2 separate regions of the Macaca mulatta genome follow, and region 2 is linked to region 1. A link is a contact called in public Hi-C data. All regions are on one chromosome and are shown on one strand. The core of a region is the stretch at or near the end of the contact, and the rest is flanking DNA. Distances in the headings are between cores, read along the strand shown. Region 1 has its middle 170 kb from the start of ARRDC3. Region 2 holds the start of ARRDC3 (arrestin domain containing 3).

Region 1 (5,764 bases), core at 4-2,503:
ACTCCTGACCTCAGGTGATCCACCCACCTGAGTGGATGGATCCCAAAATGCTGGGATTACAGGCATGAGCCACTGCACCCGGCTCCAGGCCGGTCTTGAACTCCCAAGCTCAAGCAATCCTCCTGCCTCGGCCTCTCAAAGTGCTGGGATTATAGGCGTGAACCACGGTGTTCAGCCTTAGCTGTCTTTTTACTACCATCCCCAGCCTCTGCTTATCAGTTGTGAGTTTCCTCTGTGCCTTTCTAATTCTCTTTCTCTGTGTTTTCTTCCAGCTCCTTTATGTTACCCACCAGAGGGATGAAAGCGATTGATTCTACCAGAAGCTATTGAAAAATGTATATGGCTTTTAGTAGTCGTGATGATGATGATGATGATGATGATGATGACAATTGTTTTGGCATTTTCAGATTTCAGAAGCAAATTGCTGCCTCCTGGGCACTCTACTCATGGCCAGTTAACTTTAAAGTGGTCCTGTTTGCTTTGTGGTGGTCGGGGGTGGCTTAGCAAAAATTACAAAGGAATAAAAAGCTAAATTTAGCAAGTCTATCTCTACTATGTTGTGTCTAATCTTCTTGTGCTGGTTTCCTAGAGTGCCCTCTGCTGGGCCCAACCAGGTCTTCTGACTCCCATGAAACCCATGCCTCAACTGTCATCAGAAACTTACTATTTTATGTCACATGCCATCAGAATCCTAGCGTTTGCTTTCCAGATTGACAATGAACCCAGGTAAACTAATCCATGTTAATGTGTGAATGTATTTTATCGTATAAATGGGAAAAAACCCAACGCCCCTCTCAGTCATTTAAGTGTACATTTCCACAATGACCTTATGGATGTACGACTTCTACTTAGTATCTAACTCTGGTGACTAATGCTGAGAATGGAAGCCAGGAATCTGGGGAAGGCTATGCTCTGGGAAATCAAAGGGGAATATATTTTCCAACAGACAGAACCTTGTGGCTCCCCTCAAATTACACTGTGTGGGCAGCTGTCTACTCAAGCTATCTGTATGGCCAAGCCCCATGGAGGTAATTTTCACCCTGTCAGCCAGAAAAGAATGAACATCATTGTTTACTTTTAAGTTTTTATGAAGAATGCCTTGAGCTCTTTAGATTGTGTTATCTAAGTCTTAATAGTAAGGAAGTATGTGCCATTGTTTTGGGGATTAATTTATCCATAAAGATAGGTATAGGTTGTACAGTCATTGGCTTGACCTCTGCTGCCCTGTGTACTTTCTTGTCTACTGAAATCAGTTGGGCAATTCTTGTCTGTAAGCACGTTTCCCAAGAACTGGTTAGAGCCAGTCTTCATAGGAGGAACCTATTATGAAACCAGCTCCGAGGATATTTACTTTGCTCAAGATCTACTGAATGCTATGCTTACTTGAAAATGAAATTGCTTTCTTTTAGCTCTGACCCAGCCCCTTGAAAACCAGCGACCCTTGGGATTCAGTTAGAATGAGACAGAAAGGGGAAATGATATGCCGGACCTGACTGACATTTTTCTGTCAATCAGGCTCAGTGACAAGCTTTTCTTATTGTTTAAACTAGTATTTGCATAGTTGTTGAATGTGTGTGTTTCAAGAAGATCAGCTAAACTGATAACATATTATCAAGTAAATAAGGCACCCAAGATTGGGAACTTGGAGGACATAGCACACATTTTTTGAAGGCCCACCTTTTTTCTTAAAATGTAATGTGAAATTTGTATCTTTCTATTTAACATATCCAGGTCTTATTTAAGACAAAGATAACTCACATAGTTGCTTTCCAGTTAAGTTATTTAATCATCCAAATCCTCAGTTAAATAAATGCTCCAGTGAGAAACATTGTCTTATGGCTCCTGATCTAAAATTATGCCTCCCCGGGAATGTATGTATCTAAATTTGAGAAGCGCAAGCTCGGAGAAATAGTGAAGGAGAGAATCCAGTCAGAGAAAAATGAGTGTGTACTGATGGTCAATCTGTAGATAAGGAGGACTAGTGTAAGTTTTGTTGTAGATGACTTTCATAGGAGAGTGGCAGTGGCATTTGATGTTGAGACCTAGTACATAGTTGTACTGAGATGAAGATGTTAGGATTATCTAGATAGAGCCAGAAATGAAAAGAAAATAACCTCAGAATATGGAATCATCAGGATGGCTGTGAAAAAGGCAGAAATGTGATAAACACTAATTCAGACTTCTTGGGCTCCTTACACACTTATAGAAATTGTGGATGCACAAAGTAAATGGTATGGCATGTAAATAAAGAAGAAAATTCTGCATATTACTTTTGGCATAATAGCAACTTCTTTCTACTTTGTGAAATTCAAAAATAAATATCCTTTTAATCTAGAGAGTGCTATATACTTTTCCTAACTAGTGTCTTACATTTATTATCTATAATAAATATTATCTGTAATATTATCTACAATAAATATCTAAAATAGTTATTTATAAAATAATATATAATCTGTAATTATACAATATATAATTATTTATAGGATACTTATTACATTTAATAAATATTATCTATTAATATCATAATATCTATAATTATTACTTCAAAAGTTTATTTAAAACTCAGAGTAAGTTTTCCAATGCAGTCTTCTTCTTAGCACTGAGATTTTCAAACCAGTCCCCAGAGTGTATTTAACACACAAGGCCTCTGGAAGAGGTCTGAAGTAAGGGGCTTAAGTATCTACATTTTTAGTAAACACACTTTGATGCAAGTGACCTGGACAACACCGTTAGAAACAGTATTGTAAGAGGTTGAAGACTCTTGGGATAAGGGCTGGAGACTAAGGACACCACTTGAGAGCCTGGGACAGGGTTGCACAGGGTTGTAGAACTACATGAAGTTGCTTGTTTAGTCCATAATTCCCCTCTCTGCTACTTGGTATCTCTCCCAACTCCCCAACAAAAGTAGATACCTTGGCAGTTAGATGGAACCAACTAACCAGATCTCATGGAACCATGGTAGACACGTGACCTAGGCCAGGCCAACTAAATATTTCAACTTAAGAGTTTGGACCTGGGACAGGAATACCAGTTAACTACTGGTTGTTTGAAATGAAGAGATTCCCCGGAGCTACAGGAAGCCAGGCCTCTCTTGTGAATGGACCGGCAGAGAACAGCACACATAGAGGAAGAAGGAAAAACACACAGGGAGAAGAGATGAGGAACCATGGGTTGGAGATGGGGAGGGAGAGGGAGAAGGAGTAGAGGAGGGAGGGAGAAATAGAGAAAACCAGCAAGAAAGCCAGAGGGAAAGAATTTTCCCTAGAGCTTATCAATTTGCTGCTGTAGATGCTAGTTCCTCCTGTGGTCTGAGTGTGTTTTCTATAAGATATTTTTGTATCTGTCCAGTAAACTCTTCTGTCTCGCTCAAGCTAATTTAAATGTGTTCTTGGGTGAGAGGACAACCAGGAATTAAGGATAAGCACAGCTATAATGAGCTGTGTCTTATTCTTGTGACTGCTTCCTCCCTCCAATCTTTCTCCATTCTCTCTTCCCCTTTCTACCCGGATTTCCTCAACCAAGATTGTTAGGGGAATGAAAAAATGATTTTTCTTCTCTCCAAATCCTTGATCCTTTTCCTTTTTTGTGTTTAACTCTTTCCTCTTCTTCGTTGCAAAGAGGAAGAGAGCCTCCTTTCCTTTTGTTATTTTAAAATTATTATTATTAATTAGTCAATTTTAAAAATTAGAGATGAGATCTGTTGACTAGGCTGATCTCAAACTCCTGGCCTCAAGTGATCCTCCCATCTCGGCCTCCCAGAATCCTAGGATTACAGGCATGAGCCACTGTGCCTGGCCCCTCCTTTCCTTTTCCCATCCTTGCTTCTCTCTAAGTGTTATTCATCTCTACCCTGAATAAGAATGAGTGGCTGCGATGTGGAGGGAAGAGGAGGGAATTTCCAGGACCACTTGGCCACATGTAAGAAAGAGATTGCTCATATTAAAATGTAACACAGGGAGTATATTTGTTTAAAATAGCCCATTTAACAAATGCCCAGTGAACTTAACCTTATGTAATGTTTTACGTGATGGAACACTTCTCCGGTTGGATCAGTTTCAGTTGTGCTAATTGGGCCTTTTGTTTTGAGAGAGAGAGAGTTTCACTCTGTTCACCCAGGCTGGAGTGCAGTGGCTTGATCTCTGCTCACCCCATCACCACTTCCTGGGTTCAAGCCATTCTTGTGCCTCAGCCTCCCAAATAGCTGGGATTACAGGGGTGCACCACCACGCCTGGTTGATTTTTGTATTTTTAGTAAGGATGGAGTTTTGCCATGTTGGTCAGGCTGGTCTCAAACTCCTAGCCTCAAGTGATCTACCCATTTTAACCTCCCAAAGTGCTGGGATGACAGATGTGAGCCTCCACACCCGGCCCTAACTGGGCCTTTAAAAATTAGATGCTCTTTATTGAGCTGAAAGAAAAGAATTTCAGGTGAGGAATAAAGGTCTAGATCTGTGATCAACTTGAAATATAATAGTCATTATACAAAAGTTACATCCTTATATCATAAAAATATTTTATGTTGAAAGGGCTAAGCTAAAAATGCCCCAATTTAGACTTGGATGATGATGATGATTTATTATTATTATTATTTGAGACAAAGTCTCGCTCTATCGCCCAGGCTCCCAGACTGGAGGGCAATGGTGTGATCTCTGCTCACTACCCCTCCGCCCCCCGGGTTCAAGCGATTCTCCTGCCTCAGCTTCCCGAGTGGCTGGGATTACAGGCACCTGCCACCACACCTGGCTAATTTTTGTATTTTCAGTAGAGATGGCGTTTCACCATGTTGGCCAGGCTGGTCTCAAACTCCTAACCTTGTGATCTGCCCACCTCGGCCTCCCAAAGTGCTGGGATTAAAGGCGAGAGCCACTGCACCTAGCTGGCGTGGCTTATTTTTATGAAGACGTGGATTGAGTTGTCATAAATCACCAGATCAAGGCAGACAACATATTTGCCTTAAATGAACCTGTAGTGAGTTTTCCTTCTTGCATTTGTATGAAGTTGGGAGAGATGTAGCTTAGCGTGTATGGACGGACAGAAGAAAACTTTGATTCTCGTTCAGCTCTGCTGCTCACTTGGCTAGCTACCGGAATTTCAATAAATCACAATTTCTCTGGGTCTAAATTTTCTTACTTTTATAAAACATGAAATACTTTCTTCAAACAAAGCTACAATATGTACATTAGATGAAAGGATAGTGCCCTGATTGGGTTGGTCTGAAGGTGGGCCAACTGGCCAGAATTTCTTTCCTTCCAATCTCCTCCCCATTGTCTCACTACTCTACCCACCCACCCCACCTGCCTCTACCCTTCTGGACTTGAATGAACTCTCAGGGCTTTCCTGAGCACCCCTGTCAATCCTTAGACTGAACAATTCCCACAATTGTTTCAAGCTCATTAATTTGATGCTTCTATGAAGTTTTTGAGGAAAACTCTAAAGAAAATGAGAAAATACATCGTTTGCTCCAATTAATGTCTTTGAAGGCTCTCTGATGACTATATTTATGATTCAAGGGAAAGATAATGTGAGAGATCAGATGACTATTGAAGCCACCATTTTAATTGCTAGAAATCACTTTGCATATGTGTTTGTTAAAGCAAGAAGATCCCTCATGTCCCACATGTCTGTATTTGCATTTTGATGGAACTTCAGGGAAAAGGAATGTGCTCATAATGAACAGTTGAAATTGACTTTTCAGTCAAAGCAAAGTACTGTAACTGGGGTTACAAATATGCCTCTTCTTCTAAGAGCTATCAGTTACGAAAGT
Region 2 (5,600 bases), core at 747-3,246, 160 kb before region 1:
ATTGTTCACTAACCCTTAATAATTTTTAACATAAATGTAGACACAAATGTGCAATGAATTTATGTATTCATTGTGGACTACACTTTTAAATCCATTCCTTGCTCAGTGGTTTTTGAATGCTTATTAAGTATCATTGACATTATGCTGAGGAAAAGCTGTCATTCTAGGAAATTCACCACTTCTACCACTAGGTGGAGAAAAAACACAAGTAGTATCTGTAATCAAAGCTAGTACAAGGACTCAGGTACTTTACCTAGAATTTCCACCAGGTGTCAACCAAGAGGGGGGGAAAAAGATAAGACTGTTTTTTCCACTTAAATATGCAAATTTATAATTTTACGCATAGCGATCTAAACTCTGAAATAAATGGCCTGCTCATTGTCTAGTTTGCATATTTATACTTTTTATATATTGCTGTTGAGTCCAAGATACTGCCTTGTCAACTAAAATCCAGCCCCCAAAAGCTTAGTTTCTTTTGAAATAAAGAAAACAGCAAGACCAATAAGTTTAGTTTATTGTGACTCATAGGTTCAACCTACCCAAATACACTACGCAAAAGAATCTAAAATGTTTAGACACGGACAGCCAAAAATCTTCCAAGGTATTTTTGTTCATACATATATATAGAGAGAGAGAGAGAGCACCAGATTCATATTTTTTCTTTCTACATTTCTCTTGTAAGGCAGTTCTGTTGATTGCCAGTAATCTAGATGAGTTTATGCTGTTATGCTCTGAATCCCAGTGTGATGTGACGAAAGCACTGCTATTTTTTACCAAACATTCACAATAAAAAGAGAAATGTACCTATATTTAAGATGTATCATGAGAATTACTACGTTAAATGGTCCAAGGCTCTTTCGGCCGAAAATTAAAGCTTCACAGTTAACCCCTATTTATATACCAAATCATGCTTTTTAAAAACAATTTTATGCGCTTCACTAATTTCTAACAAAGATTTTCCGATTCTGTTGCAAACAATATGTCAGCTAAACCACTATGTCCTATGCCTTTTATAAGATGGTACTTTTTTAGGCCGAACTCTATTCTTATTCCTCTGGACACAGGAGTTGTAATCATGTCTTACTCTGCAAATCTAGCCGTAGGTGGTGTCTTAAAAAGGACTTTTTCTTCCTTCGAGGAAGTGGTCAAGCTTCCCCCCAGCCCCCACCCGTGTCATCCTGGAAACAACTTGGTTGTTTTTCGGTGCTATCTAATTAAGCGATGTAGGAGAAAGAAGTTGAGGAGACAAAAAAGCCTATTGATTACATTGTACTTGCTTCTCTACCTCGCTCTTCAAAGGACTAAGGTTCCTTTGACCTCGACTGAGTTCATTTCCACCCTGCCTACAAAGTACTGGTTTAAAAAAAAAAAAAAAAATCCAAGCCAAGTATGCTCTTGTCTATGAACAATACTTCTTGTCCAGTTTTATTACATTTTCTTTGAAAATTCGTTAGATTATGCTCAACAATCGGCCGCTTGCCCAACCGGTTTCTCCCTTCCCCCATCTCTCTTCACACATCACTTTTTCCTCCTCCCATCCAGGCAGTTGGTAAAACGCTGCAGTGCCAGTAACGCACGCTTTGGGGTGGTCACTGCAGTTTATCCTTACTTGGCTTTGCAAACTCCCCACCCAGGCCTTGTCCCCTCGCGCCCCACTCTGCCATTATCTTTCCAGTAGAGTGTGCTCGGTAAGGGGCTCCAGATAGCACGTCGAGGGTATACGGCAGCCTGCCTACCAATAGGAGCCCACAATGAAGAGAAGTCAGGTTCAGCCGGCCGGCAGCTCCAGTATCTCCTTCCCCTAACTCTACACCTACTGTACCCGGGAGCGAGCGAGCAAGGGAGGGAGCGAGCGCGGCGCGGCGCGGCGCGGCGCTGGAGGGGGCGCGCAGGGAGGGCGGACAGCAGCCGCGGCCTGCGCTTGCGCATTGGGGTTGTTTTTCACAAAGCTGCTCTTAAAGTGAGCTGGCAGCCTTTAGCCGCCCGTCTTTGTAAGGAGACCACTGAGACGAGCGGGAGCGCGGAGCAGCAGCTTCTGCTGCCCTGACTTTTTAAGAAATCTCAATGAACTATTTGTAGAGAATCACTGATCCGGCCTGCAAGCATTTTGCACGGCAAAAATATCGATCAGTGTTAAGTGAAGATCACATTTTATATGCGATCTTGACTTTTTTGTCTTACATTATATTTTTATAGATTTTGTTATAAACATGGTGCTGGGAAAGGTGAAGAGTTTGACAATAAGCTTTGACTGTCTTAATGACAGCAATGTCCCTGTGTATTCTAGTGGGGATACTGTCTCAGGAAGGGTAAATTTAGAAGTTACTGGGGAAATCAGAGTAAAATCTCTTAAAATTCATGCAAGAGGGCATGCGAAAGTACGCTGGACTGAATCTAGAAACGCCGGCTCCAATACTGCCTATACACAGAATTACACTGAAGAAGTAGAATATTTCAACCATAAAGACATCTTAATTGGGCACGAAAGAGGTAAGTTTTTCTGTTATTCAGAAGTCATTGGACTCATTTTCTTTGGAAACGTACCTTTTCAGTTTTCTGAATTAACGTGATTCTACTCATAGTATAACTAAGCAGTTTGATAAAGGTTAGCAAAGTTGGAAGGTTTGGATTCCCCTTGACGTTCATCGTGTGTTAAGCCGTAATGCATGCAGGCATCTGCAAAGTGACTGCAAACTACACTTATTCAACTACCTCTATACCCGGCTTGGTCTGTGCCATACGCGCTTGTAGTCCATTTGCACCTTATAAATTCTGCTTGAATCCAATGCAATCGTTTTACTAATATATTTTCAAATGAATTGCTAAAAGCTGCAGTCTTAGATTTTTGCCCTTTTACTTGCAACCTAAGATGTAAAAACTAAACTTCAATCAAGAAATGTAATAACATTTTTAAGAGGCTTAATGGGCGTGTTTCATTTTTAATTTTGGAATGCAAAAGACTTTAAAGAATTGATCACTGTGCTTTCATAAAAGGTTTATGTGGCTTATTTTGACATATGGTATCAACACCCCACGTGTTTTTTCTCTATTCTTTCCCATTCCTTTAAAAATTTACACCCAGCATTCCTTATTTTAAAGGGTACTGTCTGTCATTATGATAGGTATCGAGTCAGTTTTAGAAGCCATTTAGGATCAGTAATTTTCTTTTCCGAGCATCATGTCTAACTTTGGAACGTGCATTCAATGAAACCCATGCCAGTCAAATGGAATTGAAAAGTATAGGGCACACTGGATTTGATTTTTGGTTAGAAGAGGGAGATAAAGGGTTGTCAAAGGGAGAAGGAGTCCTGAGATTTCCAATCTATTGTTTAAATGGTTACATTGTGGAAATATAGGAGAGTCTAGGCTTGTTTTTCTAAGTTTCCACCCTTTGTTAGAAGCGGTTCAATCCTGTTTCGGACCAGTTCTGGGGGGTGGTGAGGAGGGGCGCTTGTTCTGCTCTCAGCAGATTGGTTACACGCGTCAGGTGGTGGCGATGACTTAATTCCTAGCCCAAGAAGAATATAATGTTAAAACTGGTTATGTAATTTTTGTGCCTCTCCTTTTTAATGCAGTATTTAGTTCAGATGTTGGCGATTTTTCAGAAAAAAATTAGAGCCATATTTTACCTTCTTTTTTATATTAAAAACGTACATCCTGGAGAGGTGCTGATGACTGAACTAAGGCAAGTGAGAAATGAAGGATGCTTTGAGGGGCAGTATTAATGCATGATTTCTGAAACTATTAAGGTGAACTCAGTTCTTTAGTAGGATTTTCGTAGATACAGGTACTTTGCATCCTGAAATAACTAATTAATGTCTCCAAGCGTTAACACTGATAGGAGATGCAGATGCCTAATGACAGTCTTGGTATTTGTTGAAAAGCAGATAGATGAGTTTGTGTTTCTACCTTTCTGAATATTGCAGCCTTTTATGAAATGGGTGAAAGAAACAGATTTTTCTTCAAGAGGTTGAGACTTGCAATGGGGGAAAAGTAGAACAATGAGTTGTGAGGACAAATATTTCATTAGTTACACCATGATTTCATGGTAAAGAAAACTAAATGCCCTGCACCCCCAACAAAATGCCCCCCCCCCCAAACCCTGCAACGCGTAGACGAGCTCAGTCTGGAATAGTTTCAATGACTTGAAACTGGGAGCTCTCAAACTAGCCTGGTAACTGAGACCCCGCCCCGGGCGCCCGGGATAGGCGGAGCCAGGTTTGTTAGCCTGTTGCTAAGGCGATGGCAGGCGCTGATTGGATTGGGCGCGGGCGGGTGGGGAGAGGGGGCTCGCGCCGCTGCTGGGGCGAGGCTAGGAAACCGGCGTGCGCCGGTAAAGGTCCCTCCAGAGAGCCACCCCCACCCAGTCCATACTCACGTTTGTTCCCGGGCTTCTGGGGGCGCCCGGCCCGTGTCACATCACGTTCTATCGCCCCTCTTTTGGGCCTGCTAAGGACCATCGAAAGGAAACGACTTCAGGCTTTAGCTGAGTTGAGGGCAGACGCTCCTGCCGGCCTTACAGGTGCCGGATGGCCCGGGACCCAACTTTAGTGGAAAATCCTTTTCAGATGGAATTTGGATGGGAAGGGTTGGCAGGACCCCCGTTAGCTATCTGCCGGGTAGGAGGTGTCAGGGGACTCCTGTGAACGCTTCTGAAACAAAGCGTGTTCCCCGACCTCTCCAGTAGCCACACTGGCTACCTTGAGTTGACCTGAGGGGACAGAGCAGAGGCTGGCCCGGGGAAGAAAGAAAATGATTCCAATATCGAAATCTAGGTGGGGGCTTCGAAGGGTATCCTCTGCCCCCTCCCCCATTGTTTTCCGAAAGCTTCAGGCCCCCGCCTCCCCTCGGCCGCCCCAGTTTCCCTCGCGGAAACTAAAGGTGTCAGAGTGGCCCAAGCCAGATCGAACCGGTCGCCGGCTGGGGCGTGTAAAGCGGAAGCGCCGCGGCTCGCTCGCCCCGCCCCTCGTCCAGCAGGCTAGGTTGTGCGGGCACGGGCGCGAGCGCCGCGCGACGTATGCCGTATGTATAGCGGGGCGCGCGGGCGGCGGCGGCGGCGCGCGAGCAGGCCGGCTGGGATCTGCTCGCGCCGGTTTAGGCCGGTCCTCTCCTGCTCCGGTCTAGTTCTTGATTGACAGCCCGGCACTTGTTTACCACGGCGCGGCCGCAGCCGCTCGCCTCAATGAGACTGCTGAGCTGGCACAAAAAGGGAGCGAAGAGGGAAGAAAGGGAGAGGAAGGCGAACTTTGGGCGCCTTCGAGGGGAGCGAATTTAAATGGCCCCCAGCTCATCAGCTAGTTTTTGGTTCTGAAATCTGTTCAGGGGATTTGCACAGGGGACGAGGAAAATTGTATGGAGACATATGCGAATTACCGTGATTTTTAAATAAAAGTATCGACGTATACATGCTTTTCCCCCCTTTTCTCGTTTGATATCAGGGAGGCATCACGTTTTTTGTGTATATTCAGTACTTTGCTGAAGGAAAGTTAAAATAATATGCCAGTTTTTTCTACTCTGGGGGCTAATCGTAAAGGTTTCTACACCGAGAAAACTAAAAGATATTTCTGTAATTATTTAGAACGCTAAATAAGCATTTTAAT

What was found. A called contact is a pair of places that touch in the nucleus more often than the background predicts.
Region 2: a Hi-C map of blood shows a contact between it and region 1, with 3 times the contacts expected there. The contact joins the promoter of ARRDC3 here to the enhancer-like site in region 1. A contact is called at or near these places in 4 of 14 Hi-C or Micro-C datasets (CD4 T cells, blood, cortical neurons and 1 more).

What each region holds. Positions count from the first base shown.
Region 1 is chr6:97,592,235-97,597,998 of T2T-MMU8v2.0, reverse strand. No RefSeq gene overlaps it. Among named protein-coding and RNA genes, the nearest start is that of ARRDC3, 170 kb to the left of the region's middle. Within about 2 kb of position 1,253, at least 10 of the 40 cell types and tissues checked have an H3K27ac peak or open chromatin away from gene starts, as enhancers often do. A contact at or near this core is called in blood, where this site is marked.
Region 2 is chr6:97,757,358-97,762,957 of T2T-MMU8v2.0, reverse strand. ARRDC3 (arrestin domain containing 3) reads left to right here and starts at 1,996. Exons shown (of 8, transcript NM_001260940.1): 1 at 1,996-2,490. The coding sequence starts at 2,211. LOC144341323 (a long non-coding RNA gene) reads right to left here and starts at 4,936. Exons shown (of 3, transcript XR_013418183.1): 1 at 4,379-4,936.